2 separate regions of the Mus musculus genome follow, and region 2 is linked to region 1. Evidence: chromatin contacts called from public promoter capture Hi-C data. All regions are on one chromosome and are shown on one strand. Each heading gives the region's core, a stretch centred on a gene start, on an enhancer-like site or on the middle of the called end of the contact. The rest is flanking DNA. Distances are from core to core; before and after follow the strand shown.

Region 1 (5,817 bases), core at 1,199-3,698:
TTTATACAATAACACCCTGTTGCTTTTTAACTCAGGATGGAATGTGCATTCACAAATATTTCATTATGATTCATGTAGTAAGATTCTTTTTACTGTTTCCCAACATACAAGGTGCCTCCTGCCTTTTGTTATCTTATATTCAAGTTAACATATGCTGGATATTCACCATGTATAAGTTATTGTGCTACTGTAGAGAATTGCTAATATTTAAAATTATGCCAGAGAGTCCTAACTATAGTATTTCATTTTATTTTTAATTTTATGTGTGTGTTTATTTAGGAGAATGAAAGCACAGCCCTGCACAAGTTAGACAAATGTTTTACCACCGAGTCACCTTACCAGCTGTTTTAACTTTCTAATATTTATTGGAAACGTGTATATTTTGACACAACATTTCTTCTACTTTTCATACCTATTTGTCATCCCATCTGGACTGCTGTGTGTTTTATAGCTTTTTTTTTTAACTTAGCAGGTTGTTGAATTCCCTTCATGATCTTTGTTAACTTGTTTAATATGCTTTTCCTTTATCAGTTCTGGTTTTTTTTTTTTTTCATAGAATACATTTGTGATAGTATGATGCTTGTGATGAGTGACCTAAGTTTTGTTTGTAAACATTTTATGTCTCTTTGCTGAACTGGAATATCTTCTTCCTTCACTTTTACCAAAAGGCCAGACCTCCACATGCTGTGGGCTTGTTTTCATATTGACCCTTAAGTAGGTAGGTCAAATTTTGCTGAAGCAAAGAAAGCATTCTAAATCCATCACTCTATTTAATAATGGTTAACTCACCAAATCGCCTCCTTTCAAAGAAAAGCTAGACGTAAAAAGAGGAAGAAAATCTTTTAGCTCTCATTAACTCCGATGTTTGGAAATGAACAATGGGCCAGAAAGGAAAAAAAAAAAAAAAAAAAAGGCAACAGGAGACAGCAAAAGACAGGTATTGTTAGGTATCTGATATAGGATTTAGAAGCACTTCAAGATCCAGTTTATAACACATATGAAATTTGTTTCCATACTTATTTTTCACTCCTCCCAAGCATGATAAGTTAGATATCATCTCATAAATCTTTATCTTATAGCCAGTAACTAATCCATTGTCTAAAGCCCTTTGAATGCTCTTTCTAAGAGAAATACTGTGCCAGGTACTAAATTAACTAGAAGCACAAAGTTCTACTCCTTAATGGTTATTAAGAAAATCACTATCTGGGTTTGACCGTGAAAGTGTGAGAGGGTTACAAAAAGAAGTGCTGCAAGTGTTAAGGAGTAGAACATTCAAAATGAGAATGTGAATACCGAGCTGAGTTTCCGAAAATCTGAGCGCGATTTGATCGCCATGGTTTCTTTGCTATTTGCCTGAGTAATTCATAAGGCATTCAAGTCTTCCCTTTCTCCCCTCTCATCTCTGACAGAGAAAGGGATGGGTCTGGAAGTGGTGTTTCATACCTAAGATGTAGGACAGTAAATATTTGGGACGATTTCTAATGATCCCTGTTGCTTAGATTAAAGTGTACAGTTAGTTATGGACCTTGAGCCTTTTACCAAAAGCCAGTCAGGGCTCAGAACTACATCACCTTCTTCACAATGGTGCGATGTTTCTTTTTCCTGTATGGAATAGAGTATTTTCCAAAATGATTCAAATGAGAAAAAAGCTTAAGATGCATCTTGTCATGATTTGAGAGAAATGTTTCCTCAAAAATTTAATTTGTCTATGTGGAGAAGGGGAACGCTGGTCTATTTCCATAGGCTGTATAAAGTAGGCAAATCATTTCCTTAAGATTTGGAAGCCAACATTTCCACCGAAAACCAATTCATTTTGGTACAGATGACTTAATGGAGAGAACTAACAGTTTGTAGGGATTATTTACAAATCTACGTTCAACGCATATAGCAGGGCAGCGAGATCGTCTATTAGATGCACCTGGCCCTGGTGAGCAGAAATAGATTCAAGGGGTGCTGGGGGGTGGGGGAAGGCTGCAAAATAAGCCCGGTCCAAAAGCCGGGTCCACAATACAGTCCAGAGCACGACCTAAGGTAACCCTTTCTGCAGCCTGGGACTCCCGGAGCGCAAGTTCTCAAGCTTGCAAGCATTCTATTGATTCACACTTGCGTCCTTCAACAGGTAGCACCAATTACAGCCCCCAAAGCACGGCGCCAAGGCATACTGGCTAGTATGGCTGTCAATCAAATACATCACCTACTTTCCTAAATGATCCCCTCCTCCTGTCACTGGCTTTTTCTCTGACCTATCCCCAAACTTCTTTCCTGCCTGGAATCCCTAAGACTTAGGTCAGTGGAGCTTGTGATTGGCGAGAGGATGTCCCGCCCCCCTGGTGCCCAGAGTGCCCCGCCCCCGGCGCGAGAGTCTGGGAGGGAGGAGGGTGCGGGCCGACTGGGGCGGGGCCTACCTCCCACGGCGGGGGCGGAGCCTGAGACAGACCCGCCCGCTCGGTTAGGACCTCGGAGAGCGCCAGGCACCAGGACCAGAGGGACCCGAGAAGCGGCCGGATCCGGGCTGGACCTTCGCCCGCCTGTGAGCCTGCAGCCTCCGCGCCCTCCGCCTCACGGGCTGGCCGGCGGCTAGTGGCGTCTGAGGAAGGTGCTAAGTCTGGGGTCCCCAGGGACACCCGTGCTGTCCCATCGCGGCTTGCCCTCACACCTGTGCGCACGCCTGTGTGTGTGTGTGTGTGTGTGTGTGTGTGTGTGTGTGTGTGTGTGTGTGTGTGCCTGTGCAAGAGGGAGAGCGCGCCCGCGCAGCTGTCTGAGGTGCGTGTGGCTTCCCGGCTGTCTGTGAGGGCTCCAGGGCTCGTAGCCCGCGGTGGTAGCCTCAGCGCCCTGCTTGGCTGGGAGGGAGCGAGAGAGCCAGCTCTGCGCGCCCCGCAGGCTGAGGCGGGACTCGGGCCGCAGGCGTCACCGCCTCACATCCCCCGGAGAGCCGCTGCTGTGCAGAGGGGGAGCCGGGCGGGGAGGGGACACGGGAGACCAGAGGCGGGAGAGGGGCAGAAGAGAGGAGCTGGGGACAGGTGGAGGCAGGCGGTCCCCGCTCGCCCCTCCCGTCGGCTGTGGCCGTGAGTCACCGCAGATGTTTTGGGGTCTAGGTTTTTGGGTATATGGGATGGAAAAAAGCCATTTTTTTTCCTGTCCCCTAGTTTCTATTGAGAAAAAGGAAGCTTTGAAGATGATGGGATTGTGTGGGGGGGAGCCCCAAACATGGTGGAAGAGTAAATACTGGTTCCCCTACAACATCGTTTTTTCCGATAATAAAAATTTATGAGTTGACCCTGAAGAAGGAAAGCCCCCCTTTCAGAACAGTCCATAGGGTCTTGGTCTGTTGGGCTCTGGTTTGATTGTATAATAATGATGATATAATGCTAATGACGATGATGACACGGCCTTTTATTTTTACCCCAGTGCTGATAAAGCATAGCTACAGCTGGGGATAAAGCCCTTGAAAATCTGAATGTGCGAAGGAAGGAATACTGTTGCTCTTGGAGTTGTGTTCTCTTTATCTTATAAAGATATCCCTTTTAAAGTTAAAATTTGAGGACATGAAGCCCGAACCCCTCTTCCCCGTCGATTACATCCAATGCTCATAAAATGGGGACTAGCTACTCCTGCCTTGACTAATGAAAAGATAGAGGCTTTTGCCCCGTAAAATTCCATGTTTGTGACCACTTCTCTTTTCCTTTTAATTTTTCGACAGTGTTTAAAATGAAGAAGTTTAATTTCCGAAAAGTTTTGGATGGCTTAACTGCCTCTTCCCCTGGCAGTGGTAGCAGCAGTGGCAGTAACAGTGGTGGGGCTGGAAGTGGCTCTGTCCATCCAGGAGGGACTGCAGGGCTTCCGAGAGAGGAAATTCAGGAAAGCCTGACTTCAGACTATTTCCAGATTTGCAAGGTAAGTTTTGAATTGGCTTTAGGGCCTGTTATATTTCTACTTTACTGTTGTGAAGAAACAAGGAGACACACACACACACACACATACATTTGCAGGGCTGGAAATTGTTGAGACGTCAGTATCAAAGAGCCTAGTACTAAGTTGATTTGAATGAATAAAAACACTTTAGATATTAACTTTGGCATCGGTTTATAAGCAACAATGGTATTTTAAAGAGAAGGAAAAGACACACAAAAAGTAGTATTTCCAAGGTGTTAAAGCCAAATAAGTGGACAAAATACGTTTGTGTATACGTACTAAACTGAAGGAGAAATGACAGCCATTTGGCTTCCTGGGTTTTCATTCTGAGAAACTGTTATTCCTTTTCTCTGTCTAGTTGTAAAATGAATAAGGCTCTCAACATGTTGCTAGAATTAAGTAGATAATAGATTAATGTGCCCAGTGACAGTGTTCTAAAATTCTAGATATTAGAAAAAAAGGGATCTTAGACCCTTGATAAGCATACAAATCCTATGGGCTCAATTCTTGTGAGAACTCAGAATTCCCAGAAAAGCAAAGCAACGTGTTCTGATTCAGAGGAAAACATTTAGGCCATTATACTTTGATTTTGAGCTTCCAATGAACAAGCAGAATTTTGGACAGGGAAAGAAGATGAGAAATAGTAAAAAAAAAAAAATGTAACATTGCTATATAAAGATATTATAGTATTACTTTATGAGATGGTATATTTTCTTCATTGCTCTTTTTGGGTGTTACCTTTCAGTGTAATTTTGATATGACTTATATGAGAAAAAAAACCACCTTTAAGTCATTTGTATGATATAAATGAATATAGTTTTATAAATGTGATTGAATACATAATATAAATACATAATAAGAAAAATCAGGTTAAGTTTCAGTCATTGTCTCAGCTCTTCCTAGAAAGTTTATTATAAAAACATCAAATCTATAGTTATTAGTTTACTTAAGGCCCAAGTTTATTTAGAATTAAATAGATTTAATCAATTGTGTGAAATTTGAATACAATATGAAGTAATAGATATTATATCAGTTAAGGAAGAACTTAATAGCGGTTCTGAAACAAATATGTGAAAGAGCCCTGGAAGCCAAATTTGAATTGCTACACAGGAGAATCATGTCTTGATTATTTATTTCTATTTCCTTTCCCATATTCTGAAAAAAAATCCTAATACCCTCAAGTAATGAACGTGATAGTGATGCAGGAGAATTTTATTTCAGATAAAATTAGTATAGAGCAGGTAGACTCAAACCAGATGGATGATGAACAGTAGAGGCTGTAAAGCAAGTAGAGAAATTTTTAAATGAAATAAATTCAGAGGTATGTATGTGTAAATGCTGGAAATAAAGTGCAGCACACGGTTACCTCCAAGTTTCTTAAGAAAAGAGTGGTCATGACAAGTGGCAGAAGTTAAGTATGGTCTATGTCTGATACATATGGCATGGTAGGAAGGACAATGGCCTATGAATAAGTTTTTTTTTTTAAACATTTTAAGCCCTGCCATTTGCCAGCCATATTATCACGGGCAAGATATGTTTTTCTTCTTGGAACCTTGTTTCCTGCATTTGCAGTATGAGAATAAATATTTCTATTTTCCTTATATGAAAGAAAGCTTATTAGAATTTGAGAAGACAAGACGGTGAAGAGAATACACAGGGTGAGAGGGGTGATAAAATATTTATATTTTTGAAGTTGAAAAGATACCTTGTTTGTTGTAGAACAAATATAGCCATTATAATATACTTTATATTTAGGGTAATAAGTTTCAAATAAACTATGAGGTTAGACAGTTGTATTAGCTATGCAGTAATTGTACTGCAGTCACACCAAGTATGGAAAACACAATAGTATATTTGACTAGGACTACAGTTAATTTAAAAAGTGATTATGTAACTATATTATAG
Region 2 (6,363 bases), core at 1,195-3,694, 910 kb before region 1:
GACCCATTGCACAGTATCTATCAGTAGAAGAGAGCTGAAGAGTCAGTCCATTGAAAGGAAAGTCCTGCATGACCCATGGTAGATATATACGATATTTGTCGATGAATAATAAAATTGTTAAAAAAAAAAATGTTCACAGTAAGCCAGAGAACCAGAGAGAATCGGAAACAGTGCTAACGACCTCCAGGGTCTGAATGGCACGTTTTTTTCCAAACGAATTTTGCACAGAACACATTATAGAAGAGAAAGCAGGGTGCAGAGAGAGGGGATTCCTCAGGGGCAAGTGATCATGGTCAAAATACATTCACTTCAAGTCCTTATGAAAACGCCACAATGGAGCCCGTCTTGTCCAGTGATGCACAGCAATGAGCAACTAACAGTAATAGGAAACTACTCTTCATACACAGGCCTGTTCCCGAGTTTTGTAAGAGTAAAGAGGATGAACTGCACATATTTAAAACTTACAAATCAATCTCACACACTATTAGATAACTTGTGTTCTACCCCACCAGCTCTGAAGATAACTTTAAAAGGGATTGTGGGGAGGAAAAATATATGTGATATGAATAGAAACCAGATTGTATATTAAGATTACAAGGGAAATTGAACAAACCAGAGGGAGCAAGCCAGGGGGAGCAAGCCAGAGGGAGCCAGCCAGGGGAAACAAGTAACCCAGGAGGAGCAAACCAGAGGATGAAGCCAGTAAGCAGCATTCCTCCACGGATTCTGCCTCAAGTTCTTGCCTTGCTGGAGTTCTGATTTGATTTCCCTCAATGATGGATGGTGTCCTGGAAGAGCAAGTTAAATAAACCTTCCCTCCCCTAAGTTGCTTTTTTTTTTTTTTTTTTTTTTTTTTTTTGGTTTTTCGGGACAGGGTTTCTCTGTGTAGCTCTGGCTGTCCTGGAACTCATTTGTAGACCAGGCTGGCCTCGAACTCAGAAATCCGCCTGCCTCTGCCTCCCGAGTGCTAGGATTAAAGGCGTGTGCCACCACACCCGGCCCCTAAGTTGCTTTTGATCATGGTATTTATCACAGGAACAGAAAGAAAAGTAGGGCATATGTCCCCCCCAAACAACCACCACAACAGAACAAAAATAAAAACCAAAGAGGAGATCACCCCTCTGAGTCTACCCCATGGCACCTCTGTGCCCTGGAGGTCCTTGGACCACCCTGCTCCCTTCCTTTGGCTTCACCTGAACTTGCACCATTAGTGTGTCATGAATTTAGTTGGCTATCTGAGTTTTCCTTTTTCTTTTCTTTTTTTTTTTTAATTTATGGTTTTGTTTATGTTTTTATAAAATTGACCAAGGACGCTGACTGCCTAGGCTTGCCTCTGGTGGATGGTTCAGGAGCTCCTAGTGCTGGTTGCAGGGGAAGAAAGTTTGAGCAGAGGTCAGGACTCCAGTTTCTCCTCCTTTCCAGCCATGCGTGGGAGTGACTCAGGTCCTCTCTGGGCCTCCAGTCTGGGGTTCTTAGTAACTACCACAAACTGGGTGTTTAAACTGGCTTCCAAATAAAGCCCTACCCAGATAAATGTTGATGCCTGGCAGCCCTGCAGTCTTCTTATGCCACCTAGAGCTCAGGACAGCATCTGCAGAGGAAGAGAGACCAGACAATCCCTCAGGAACCGAAGAGCATTTCTCTCCTTTGGGAAGTTCCTCATTTGTCCTGGATTCCCTGTTTCTGCTGTAAATAACTTGCCATTTTTATAGGAGAGGTGAATAGAGACCTTTGTATGCCAGAAGAGCCCCGAGAGATGATAAAAGCTGTAATAATTTACCCGTGACCCCAGGACTTCTGGTGAGGTGCCCTGCCCATTCTGGAATCCTGCCCATTCATCTCAGTACAGAAAAAAAAAAGACCTGCTTCCACTCGTGGAAATAAGTGTCCCTTGTCAGGCTTCCCAGATATGCAAGCCCCCAGGGCCAAGGACACCCCGATGATGTCCTGCTACCCCAGAGCCCACTAGACAGGAAGCTTCTAGAAGGGTCCGAGAGAAGAGAAAACTCTCAGACAGTTCCTGGTAGTCCCAGCCAGCTTTCTGTCCTGTGGTTGGAACTGCAAGGTCATACCTGTCTCGAAGCTATTTCCTCCCTCTCTCTCATATCAACAAGCCAGTGTCATGTGTGTGGCCTTTTCCTTACTTTCACGTAAACTGCTTCTGTCCAGGAAATTAACTTAGGGAAAAAAAGTGTTAGGAGCTATAGATTCAAAGGCACTTTACCTCTAGAGGCAAAATCACCCTCAGAGAGGCAAACATTGGCCCAGAATTACTTAGAGCAAACACTTAAAACACACTTCCCCTCCCTTACATGTTTTACAGTGAAGACAACTATGAAAAAAATAGGAAGGGGATATAACAAGAGTAAATACGGTAATCTGGTCATTGCTAGCTCGGGTGCTGGACTTGGGACTTGGGAGTGCCAACTGGGGCCCCTTACTACATTGGACCTGGGGTGTACTGTGGGCAAGAACAAGTATGGTTCCTATGCCTGTGGACAACATAGCCTAAGGTTAGCTGAGGGTGAGAATCGGGGATAGATACTGCTCTTTTGTCTACTTGGATGGTCAGCCTCTCCCTAGGGGCCTGACCTTGGCTCATAGGAAACACTGAGGACTTAAGCTGAGATCTCCATGTGCAGCCAGGTAGCCACGGCAGGTGTGCTGAGCTCTGGGCAGAACCATCGTTCCTGATTCTTCAAGGTGGACCCCAAGGGGGAAATCCAACAAAAGCAGTGGCCCCCAGACAGGTATGATCTTTCCTTCTTTCTCTTTCTAAGAGTCAGATGCCCTCTGCCTCTGAACAGAAGGCTGAGGGGGATACAAATGAGGTCGGAGGTCAGCAATGTGAAGGAGTATGGAGGACAATGACACCTTTTTCTCTCCTCTTCTCCTTCCTGGGTCAAACAAAGCATGAAGACAGTTGTGGAGCCAAGGTGCTCTGCTACCTGGCCTACACTTGTGTTGCCAGGAAGCATCACAACAGAAGCCTTGTGTATGTGACATCGGGCATTAGATAGGCAGCCGAGCCCCTTCTGTGACAGGGTTGGAGTCCCTGACCTAGGAAACACCGCTGCTGAAGACCATGAGAATCAGGAACTATTAGCACTGGCTCCCAGAGCTTGTCAGGTTAGTGCTGGCAGCCCCCGGGGACATAGACAGCGGCAGGATGGTCACGAGGCCTCACATTCTCATTAGCGGTGTCTCAGTACACACTATATCCGTGTACAGTGGTCGGCTTTAGACTCTGTTTGTCAGAGTCATTCCCGTTATGTTCAGTACCCTAGGTCCCATCTCTGCTCCATACAACAGCCCGAGGCGCAGGCTAGAGACATGGCTTTAAGGCTCCTCCACATCCAGGAGCTACCTTAGGAGATGCCTTCAAGGCCACCAAACCTTCCCTCTGTGCTTCAGGTGTGGCATTGTCCCTTGCACGTGCATGACTGTTTTTCATTGCTGCCGGGAAGGCAAAGGACCACCACACAGATGAAAAGTGGCTGAATTATCTACACTGAGAGGAATCCTTGGTCTCTAATGACTTGGCCAGAGTCTAAAGTATTCCAAGTAAGGCCTCTGAAGCCTGGCTTACCCTGTTCATTAATAGACTTTTTTGAATACACAAAAATACTTGCTTAAAAATGCTTTATTTATATAATAAATGTAATCTAAACTGGGATCACCAAGTTATAGCTCATGGGCCAAATCTGGCCCATCAGCTATTTTTTTTTTTAATCAATAAAGTCGTACTAAAACACAAAGTCGTGAGGCTGGTTTTGCCCCATAACAGCGGAAGCAAATGGTTCTACATAGAAGATGTCGCCGACTCGTCTACAGGCAATCTGCCTGATGCTAAATGACTGGGAAATAAACACAGTCGACCACTGCAAAGCCAATTAGACTGGTTTTGTAGGTGGCCACTGTTTAAACTGTCAAGCGACTCATGACTGATTGCATGCTCAGTAAAATGCAGTGTAAATACAGCTAACTGCTTCTCCTAGTCCCTGTCTCCCACCAAAGCAACTGGCATGGTGTGTGTATACCAGACCACAGTCTTTGCATCTATGTCTGTGTTCACGTACAAACCAACCCAACTGCCATGTGATTTTTCCACCGTGCAGGACTTAGAGATCTTCCCCATCCACATAGAACCTTGCCCTGTTTAACTGCTTTAGGATTTAAGTGTTTATTTTTAAAGTTTTTGTTACAAGCATCTATTCAGTGTGTATGTATGTGCGAGCATACCTGCCATGGCATGCGTGTGGGAGGTCGGAGGATAAATGGCAGAAGTCCATCCTCTCCTTCCACCATGTGGGTTCCAGGGAAGGAGCTTAGGTCTTCACGCTTGATGACTTCCCTGTACATGTTCACTACTTCTGCTTCTTACAACCTTTGTTTCTTTCTTCTTTTTAAAATTGGATATTTTCTTTATTTACATTTCAAATATTATCCCCTTTCCCGGTTTCCCTCCCTCCTGGAAACACCCTATCCCATTCTCCCTCCCCCTGCTTCTATGAGGGTGTTCCTCCACCTCCCCACCCACCCACTCCCACCTCCCCACCCACCCACTCCCACCTCCCCACCCTCGATTCCCCTACACTAGGGCATCTATCGAGCCTTCATAGGACCAAGGACCTCTCCTCTCACTGATGCCTGACAAGGCCGTCCTCTGTTATATATGCAGCTGGGGCCTTTGTTGTTAGCTTAGTCCCTGGGAGCCCTGGGAATTCTGGTTTTTGATATTGCTGTTCATCTTATGGTGTTGCAAACCCCTTCAACTCCTTCAGTCCTTTCTCTAACTCCTCTATTGGGGACCCTGCACTCAGTCCAGTGGTTGGCTGTGAACATCCACCTCTGTATTTGTAAGGCTCTGGCAGGGCCTCTCAGGAGACAGCCACATCAGGCTCCTTTCAGCATGCACTTCTTGGCATCCACACCAGTGTCTGGGTTTGGTAACTGCATATGGGATGAATCCCCAGGAGGGACAGTCTCTGGGTGACCTTTCCTTTATTCTCTGCTCTACACTTTCTCTCCATATTTCCTCCGGTGAGTATTTTGTTCTCCTTTTAAGAAGGATGGAAGTCCCCACACTTTGGTCTTCCTTCCTTTTGAGCTTCATGTGGTCTGTGAATTGTATCCTGGTTATTTGGAGCTCTGGGGCTAATATTCACATATCAGTGAATGCACGCCATGTGTTCTTACAGCCTTTCTGCCACCCTCTTCTGTAAAGATGCCTTGAAGGAAGAAGGGAGATGTGGCTGTTCATTTAGAGCCGAGCACTCTGCTGTCTTATTATTGTATGTTGACCAGTTGTGAGCCTCTGTATCAATCACGTGGCACTGCATGGAAAAGCCTTCCCTGAGGAGGGTCGAAGGATACAATAGTCTATGGGTGTGAAGCTAAGAAGTTAGGGTTCAGTTTAACAGTGTGTCTACTTAGCAGAATGGTAATATTAGGTTCTCCTCCAAGGTCAGCCATGGAGTTTTGGCCCAGTTAGTGGTACCAGGTTTGACTTGTGCCTTGTGAGGTGGACCTTTAATCCGATTAGAAAGTTGTTGCTCACTCCCGTAACATCCCTGCCACTACTGAGCAGAGTGCATTCTCTGCCAGACTCATCTTTATGGTAGCTTGAAGGGCTGGTTCACTTGCAGGGCAGGGCTGCGGATGCCTCTTCTCCCCTGATTACGTGTTTCAGCACCACTAAAGCTATGCAGTAGGGATGACATTTCCTGGTCAGCACTAGCTCGATTCTTCCGTGTCTTATGATATACAGACCTAGGCTAGTGTCTGTGGCTCTAGGGTTTTACCATCAAATCCTAGGGAGAAACCAAGAGCAATGGCAACAGCTTGTATGTTTGGGGGAAGAGCTGTGAAACTGCCTTGACCAACAACTTGAATACAAGTAGCCCACACCTAGCCCTGGGATTTTTACATTCTAGCCCATGGTGCCCAGGGAAAGCCATTGTCCTTCCTCTTCTCCCGCTATAGGGCAGCTCTATTTAAACTCCTTTAATATACACACATATTTTAGGAAGCTTTCACTGCATGTTTCCATATGACTTTTCCAAAGGTTTTTAGAGTCGGTTATCCTTCCCCATGCCCTCTCCTCCATCCTGCCTTCCCAGCTTGTACCCCATTTAACCCTTCCTATTCCATTATTCCCCCATTCCCTTCATACACTGTGTTCTAACCCCTTTCCTTGAAATCCCTCTTCCATTCCCCCTTACTAATTTTCTGCCTTCTATAGGCTCCCCAACTTAAACACGTGCATCTAAATATTCAAAGCTAGCATCTACATATGGGGGACAAATTGCAGGCTTTGTCTTTTCCTCATTCAGAACGATTACTTCTGCTACATCCATTTCC

The links. Promoter capture Hi-C pulls out the DNA fragments that hold promoters and counts their contacts.
Region 2: a contact with region 1 is called in a promoter capture Hi-C map of liver, with 2.9 times the contacts expected there. The contact joins the promoter of Nr1i2 here to the promoter of Stxbp5l in region 1. A contact is called at or near these places in 4 of 39 promoter capture datasets (the 3T3-L1 cell line, frontonasal cranial neural crest and liver).

The regions. Positions count from the first base shown.
Region 1 is chr16:37,381,589-37,387,405 of GRCm38.p6, reverse strand. It overlaps Stxbp5l (syntaxin binding protein 5-like), which reads left to right and starts at 2,448. Exons shown (of 28, transcript NM_172440.3): 1 at 2,448-2,596; 2 at 3,701-3,894. The coding sequence starts at 3,709.
Region 2 is chr16:38,290,905-38,297,267 of GRCm38.p6, reverse strand. It overlaps Nr1i2 (nuclear receptor subfamily 1, group I, member 2), which reads left to right and starts at 2,444. Exons shown (of 9, transcript NM_010936.3): 1 at 2,444-2,750.